2 separate regions of the Mus musculus genome follow, and region 1 is linked to region 2. The links are chromatin contacts, called in public Hi-C maps. All regions are on one chromosome and are shown on one strand. The core of a region is the stretch at or near the end of the contact, and the rest is flanking DNA. Distances in the headings are between cores, read along the strand shown. Region 1 has its middle 26 kb from the start of Msh6. Region 2 overlaps Kcnk12 (potassium channel, subfamily K, member 12).

Evidence for each region. A called contact is a pair of places that touch in the nucleus more often than the background predicts.
Region 1: a Hi-C map of embryonic stem cells shows a contact between it and region 2, with 2.7 times the contacts expected there. The contact joins two enhancer-like sites. A contact is called at or near these places in 2 of 39 promoter capture datasets (both in embryonic stem cells), 2 of 15 datasets of contacts at CTCF or cohesin (embryonic stem cells and pro-B cells), 107 of 484 Hi-C or Micro-C datasets (the AtT-20 cell line, B cells, the BV-2 cell line and 46 more), 3 of 115 datasets of contacts at active chromatin or transcription factors (all in embryonic stem cells) and 1 of 9 other capture datasets (embryonic stem cells).

Annotation. Positions count from the first base shown.
Region 1 is chr17:87,947,493-87,950,649 of GRCm38.p6, reverse strand. No RefSeq gene overlaps it. Among named protein-coding and RNA genes, the nearest start is that of Msh6, 26 kb to the left of the region's middle. Within about 2 kb of position 1,474, at least 27 of the 459 cell types and tissues checked have an H3K27ac peak or open chromatin away from gene starts, as enhancers often do. A contact at or near this core is called in pancreatic cancer cells, where this site is marked.
Region 2 is chr17:87,761,764-87,765,020 of GRCm38.p6, reverse strand. All of the region lies in intron 1 of Kcnk12 (potassium channel, subfamily K, member 12), which reads left to right. Among named protein-coding and RNA genes, the nearest start is that of Kcnk12, 35 kb to the left of the region's middle. Within about 2 kb of position 1,615, at least 57 of the 459 cell types and tissues checked have an H3K27ac peak or open chromatin away from gene starts, as enhancers often do. A contact at or near this core is called in pancreatic cancer cells, where this site is marked.

The DNA of each region.
Region 1 (3,157 bases), core at 225-2,724, 190 kb before region 2:
ATGGAGGGACATACTTGTATAGTCCCAGCACTGGGGGTAGGGTGGGGTGGGGTTGGGCAGAGGATCGGTCAAGACCATCCTCAGCAAAGGTTTTGTTTTGTTTTGTTTTGTTTTGTTTGTTGTTGTTTTTAAACAGATCTTGCCTGAGTTTATTTGTAAAAGCAGCATAGGACACTGGTCATTTGCAAATAGTGTGTGGGTAGGTGTGTCACAGCAGTCCATCTGTCTTCACACTGGCAGAAGCCTTTTCTCTGGGGCCTTCACAGGGGCCTGGGCACCTTTGGGGGCCTGGGCTGGAGCTGAAGCCTGGGTCTTAGCTGGAGCGTTGGCCTGTGCCTTGGTTTGAACCTTGGGCTTTGGTTGGCAGCGCTTACGACCCTTGGCCATGTAGCTTCGAATCTGCTTCCCAAGCTTGGGGTGAGCGATGAAAGCCCTGGCGATGGCTGAGTTTGCGGCTGGGGCCCTTTGGCATCTTGGGCTTGATGGCCTGAGGCTTCACGAGGGCCTTGTTGGCCTCTGCGCGCGCACTCACTGCCTTTGCATTGTTGGCCTGCATCTTCTCCAGGCCTTTCTGTTGTGCTTCTTGGCAATGCGCATGTTCCTCAGGAACTTGGGGTCAACCCCCTCAAGAGATTCGTATCTTTGCGACCGGGGTTTCTTGATGTCATTTCTGTGCCAGTTGCGGGACTGGTTGTGTGTGCCGTGGTTCTTAGACTTGGCCACGTCTGCACGGTAACCCGCGGCTCCCGCAGCGCCTGAGACCGGAAGACCTCAGCAAAGTTTTAAGTTGGAGGTTTCCATGGTTACACAGAGACACATAGCCTCAAGAAACAAGCAGGCAGTTCCAAACCAAACCAACCTGACCAACCAACTCACCCACTCTTTCCCAGGCTTTCAGTGTTGTTGTTGTTTGTTTTTCATACTGTTTAGAACATTCACTTTTTTAAAAATTAGATTCTTCCTTCCTTCCTGTTTGTTTGTTTGTTTCTAGACAGGGTTTCTCTGTGTAGCCCTGGCTGTCCTGGAACTCACTCTGTAGACCAGGCTGTCCTCAAACTCAGAAATCCGCCTGCCTCTGCCTCCCGAGTGCTGGGATTAAAGGCGTGCGCCACCACTGCCCAGTTTATTTACATTTCACATATCATCCCCTTTCTTGGTTTCCCCCTCCAAAAACTCCCTATCCCTTACCCCCTGCTCACCAACCCACCCACTCCCGCTTCCTGGCCCTGGCATTCCCCTACACTGGGGCATCGAGCCTTCACAGGACCAAGGACCAGGCTTGCATCCTTACTGCTCCTGAATTACCTAAGGCTAGTGATATGAGTTTACGATGTTTGCCTCTTGTTGTCTAGCCGAGACTTTGGAAAAGCACCATGTGGCTCGAAACCCGCCTCATTTACTGGCTTCCTTCCTCACAACCACTCTTGGTCTGCAAGAGCCCTAGCCAGGTTAAGCAGGCTGCAGCTGCAAGGCTCCGTGCAGCCACCAGGGGTCAGCCTTCGCCAGGCCGTGAACCCAGAGACTCGGTTCGTCTAAAGCTCCACTTGGCTCTTTCAGTTTGGGCTCCTGGGACCCCATCCTACTGAAATAGCCAGCACCCCTATATTTTCCTGGTCCCAGAGAGAAATGTGAGATCAAACTCGGGGTATAGAAGTAAGGCTGTCAAATAAACCTCAGGGACACAGTTACATCTGAATTCTCTATCTCCCCTCACTTCTGTTATACACACATGCATACAAAATAAAATAAAAAATACATATTTGTTTAGGTTGTTTGTTTTTGTTTTGTTTTTAAGACAGGTTCTCACTATGTAGCCTTGGCTGACGTAGAGCCCATTCTATAGGCCAGGCTGACTTTAAAGTCACAGAGGTCTGTCTGCCTCTGCCTCCCAAGGGCTGGGGTTAAAGGTGTATACAATCATACCTAGCTACAATAAACTAAAAACAAATAGCAATGTTTATAACCTACAATTTCAAACTTCTGGCCTCCAAACCCTCAAGTTGCGGCCTTCAGTCTGAGTAAATCTCATCAAGTCCTCACTGAGATAACCATCATAGGTCATGCTTTTCTCTCTGGCCTCCAGCTGCTCATGAGGCCTAGGCAGGTCTGACGGGCCTCGTCAGTGGGAACAAGCTGAATGCTGTGTTCAGTATTGCCTTGTGTCGGTTTTGAAACAGCCCCCGAGAAGCCGCTTTTGTCCTGACTTCTCGTGTGAGCCCACAGGTGACTGAAGGCAGGACGCCATCTCTGCGTGTGTCTCCATCCCCTTTACTTTCGCAGAGGACACTGAAGTTGCTCCGAAACCTGCAGTCATCCTGGCTCCCAGGAGAAGTAGAAGCTCAGTGCGCAGACCCCTCCTCCAGAGGACGCGGGGGTAGCCATCACCCGAGAACTGACCTGTCCCCTCAGATAAGACCTTCTGACCACTTTTGCAGAACTCAGACTGAAAGGGTGGCAGGCAGGGCCACACCTCGATCAAGACTCCTGACCTTGGTAGATCCATTTTTTGTGAGTTTGAAGCCAGACTGATCTAGATAGCAGATTCTAGGCCAGCCAGGTCTGCGCACTGCTGCACCTTGACCCTTGCCAGAATCCATCCTCTGTTTAAACCTAAATGATTTGCTGGTAGGGGCATTTACCATCAGCCAGATGACCCACATGGTGGAAGGAGGTGATTCCTCCAAGTTGTCCTCTGACATCCCTTCATACACATTCACTCTTTGTGTGTATGTTGTATATGGATGTGTGGGTCACTGTTCTTTTTCTTGGGCTGTTTCTTTGTCTCCTAATGTGGCCACATTGAAAAAAAGTCTCGCATGGTGGTACACTCTTGATCCTACCACTTGAGAGGTAGAGGCAGGTTGATATTTTGTAACTTTGAAGACAGCTTGATCTAGATAGTGAATTCTAGGCCAACCAGAGCTACATAGTAACACTCTGCAGAGAGAGAGAGAGAGAGAGAGAGAGAGAGAGAGAGAGAGAGAAACGAAAGGAAAACAAAGACGATAAACCTCTTTTGTCTGTTTTCTCTACCATGTTCCTTTAATTGATATGATGGATGGAGGATCCATCCTAGCCTTCTGGGGCTGCCAGAGCCCAAGCTCCTGAAGCTCCAATCGCAAACTGTAAAAAATGTACTCATCAGTAAGTTTTCGCT
Region 2 (3,257 bases), core at 366-2,865:
AAACATTTAACTGGGGCTGGCTCACATACGTGTTCAGAGGTTCAGTCCATTATCGTCATGGAAGGAAGCCTGAAGGCGTGCAGGCAGATCCGGTGCTGGAGTTTTACATTTCAGCAGACAGCAAGCAGGAAGAGAGAGTCACACTGGGCCTGGCTTGAGGATTTGAAACCTCAAGCCCATCCTGAGGGACACACTTCCTCCTGTGAGGCCACATGCACTCCAACGAGGCCATGCCTCCTAATAGCACCAATCTCCTAGTGACCAAGCATCCAAATCTATAAGCCTACGGGGGGGACCATTCCTATTCAAACCACCTCAGCCCCCATCCCCAAACTTATTCCACAGAGCTAGGGTAGCATCCTGATCACAGCAAACCTCGGTGTGGGATGGTCAGGTATGTGTACTGAAGCAAGACCACAGCTTCATCCTTTTACTTGTGGGCTGGGGGGCAGGGCAGGGTGGAGTTCGAGAAGACAGTGGAAAGGCTTTGGGTTCACAAACTGTGCCCTGTGTTCTATGTTCTTTCCTACTCGGCCCTTCCCCAAGCCTGTGTAATGGCTCTGGATTGCACCTCCGAAAGCACTAATGGGGTGCTAGGCCTGGGGCTCCAAAGGTTTCATTCACTCCAAGGTTCCACTTACTTCCTCTACCACACATGGTCATTGGCTTTCCTGCTACAGCGGCTGAGAGCAGAGTTTGCACTTAGAACCAGCCCACCCTATGTCATCAGCTTAGCCATGGTAATCCCACCCTTGCTGACCCCTGCCGGACTCTCAGGGAGGCTCTGAGCTGATATGGTAGTTGCTTTGATGGACTTGTCTGCCAGCCCCTAGATGGGGCATGTCAGCAGGTTAGCAGGGTAGACAGGGATTCTCTGTGGACCCTCCTGGGTACTTCTCTGGATGTAGCAGTGGGTCTATTTTCCTTGTGCCTTCTTGTCTACTATGAACAATTCAACAATTCACCATCTGTGGAGGGGTGGGGGGTTGCTGGCAGATGTAGAACACCATAATCAAAAAAGACCAAGACTGTGCATCTCTGTAGGTCACCGAGGCATCCCCAGAACCTGGCAGCTAGCTTTTAGGGGCTCTGTCCCCTCTCTCTGTAAGTACCATGTCTCTTCAGCCTGGACACAGAGGCCCCCAAGGCAGCCTGAGGCTACACAGGAGGGCAGGAGGAAGCTATACATGGAGATGTATATAAGGGCCTGGCTAAAGGGAGTTGAATCTTCCCCAGCAAACAGACTTCTTTCCCTTCTAGAACCATGGTATTTAGGGGCTGCCTTCTCCCATCCCTTCTCTTTCTCTCTCTGAGGGTCAGCCAGACTCTTCCTGGTCATCCCTGGAGCACCATAAGAGTTCTCTGAAGTGGGGTGATCAAGGAGCGGGGCTTAACAGGCAGTAGAACAATTCTGCAGCCAGCTGCTCCTAACCCTGTGTTCTTGTTGGCCACACTTCTGCCTCAGCCAAGGCCTTGTCTGGTTTTAGGTTCTGTCTCTGCCCAAAGTCTTGGGCTGAGGCTGGGGTTCTGCTCCTTGGATGGGGGTGCAGGAGGGGTGCTGATCTCATCTTTGAAGGGGATTAGTCATCACCGAGACAGGGACAGAGCTGGGGTGGGTGCAGGATAGAGCCTGACTCTATGTAAATGAGTCATCTTCCCTGCGAGCTCCAGAGGGCCTGCATTTGACAGCGGCTCCCCAGGAGAGGTTGTGGAGCGGAGCTACTCGGAGGCAGGAGTAGTTACCCGGCTTTTAATAACTCAGTTTGTTGAATGATTTCTGGTGAGGAGAGAAGAGTTTAATCCCAGAGACGAGGCACAGAGTGGGGGTTGAGAGCAGCCCCAGCAGGAAATCTATGCCAGGACACAGAGCTCCAGGGAACTGCTTTTTGCTCACAGCTTAACAAAACCTTTCTCATGTTGAAAAGCGCTGGCCTAGCTAGAGGCTGGACTGTGGCTCAGAGGTAAGGAGCTCGCTGTGTGTGTGTACATGTACAAGGTCTTGCATGACATCTTCATCACCGTCAGAGAGAAAACACTGACCTGCCCCATGGAATTCAGTCCCATTTCTCAGCTTCCCTGGCCCCTGAGGCTCCCCAGCCCTCAGCCTCCCTGCCATTAAACAAAGAACATCATCTCCCGGGTCCCAAAAGGCAGGCCAGGCAAGCCTGCCTAGGATGATGGGAGGCAGTACTTTTGTCCTGTGGCTGGCTGGCTCCTGCCTCTGTATCCAGTCACCAGACACTGGAGTGAGACAGACACCCACCCCTGCACTCACAGGCGAGGCCTAAGTCAGACATCCCTGCTTTTCAAATTGGCCCAAGCACAAGCAGCAACTAACATGGAACACAAGGTCTCAGTCTCAGCTTTCCCACCAACATCTACCTGTCTGTCTGTCTGTCTGTCTGTCTGTCTGTCTGTCTATCTATCTATCTATCATCTACCTATCATCGACCTATCATCTATCTATCTATCTATCTATCTATCTATCTATCATCTATCTATGTATCTATGTATCTATGTATCTATCTACCTATCTACCTATTATCTGTCATCTACCTATCATCTATCTATCCATCATCTGTCATCTACCTATCATCTATCTATCCATCATCTATCTACCTATCTATCATCTATCTATCTATCTATCTATCTATCTATCTATCTATCTATCTATCTATCTATTTATCTATCTATCATCTACCTATCATCTATCTACCTATCATCTACTTATCTATCATCTATCTATCATCTATCTATCTATGTATCTACCTATCATCTATCATCTACCTATCATCTATGTATCTATGTATCTATCTACCTATCATCTATCTATCATCTACCTATCATCTATCTATGTATCTATGTATCTATCTACCTATTATCTATCTATCATCTACCTATCATCTATCTATCCATCATCTATCTATCTACCTATCATCTATCTATCTATCTATCTATCTATCTATCTATCTATCATCTACCTATCATCTATCTATCATCTATCTACCTATCATCTACTTATCTATCATCTACCTATCATCTATCTATCTATCTATCTATCTATCTATCATCTATCTATCATCTATCTACCTATCATCTCTCTACCTATCTTTGGGACTTGACAAAGCTGGTGCTTACCCCTACATGGACCTCCTACCATCAGAGAGCCCAGAGGTGAAGCTGAGGCTCAGTGAAGGGAAGAGATGTGTCCCTGACGAAGCCAGGCTGGGCTTGTTTCCAGTGCCCAGATTCCTGTG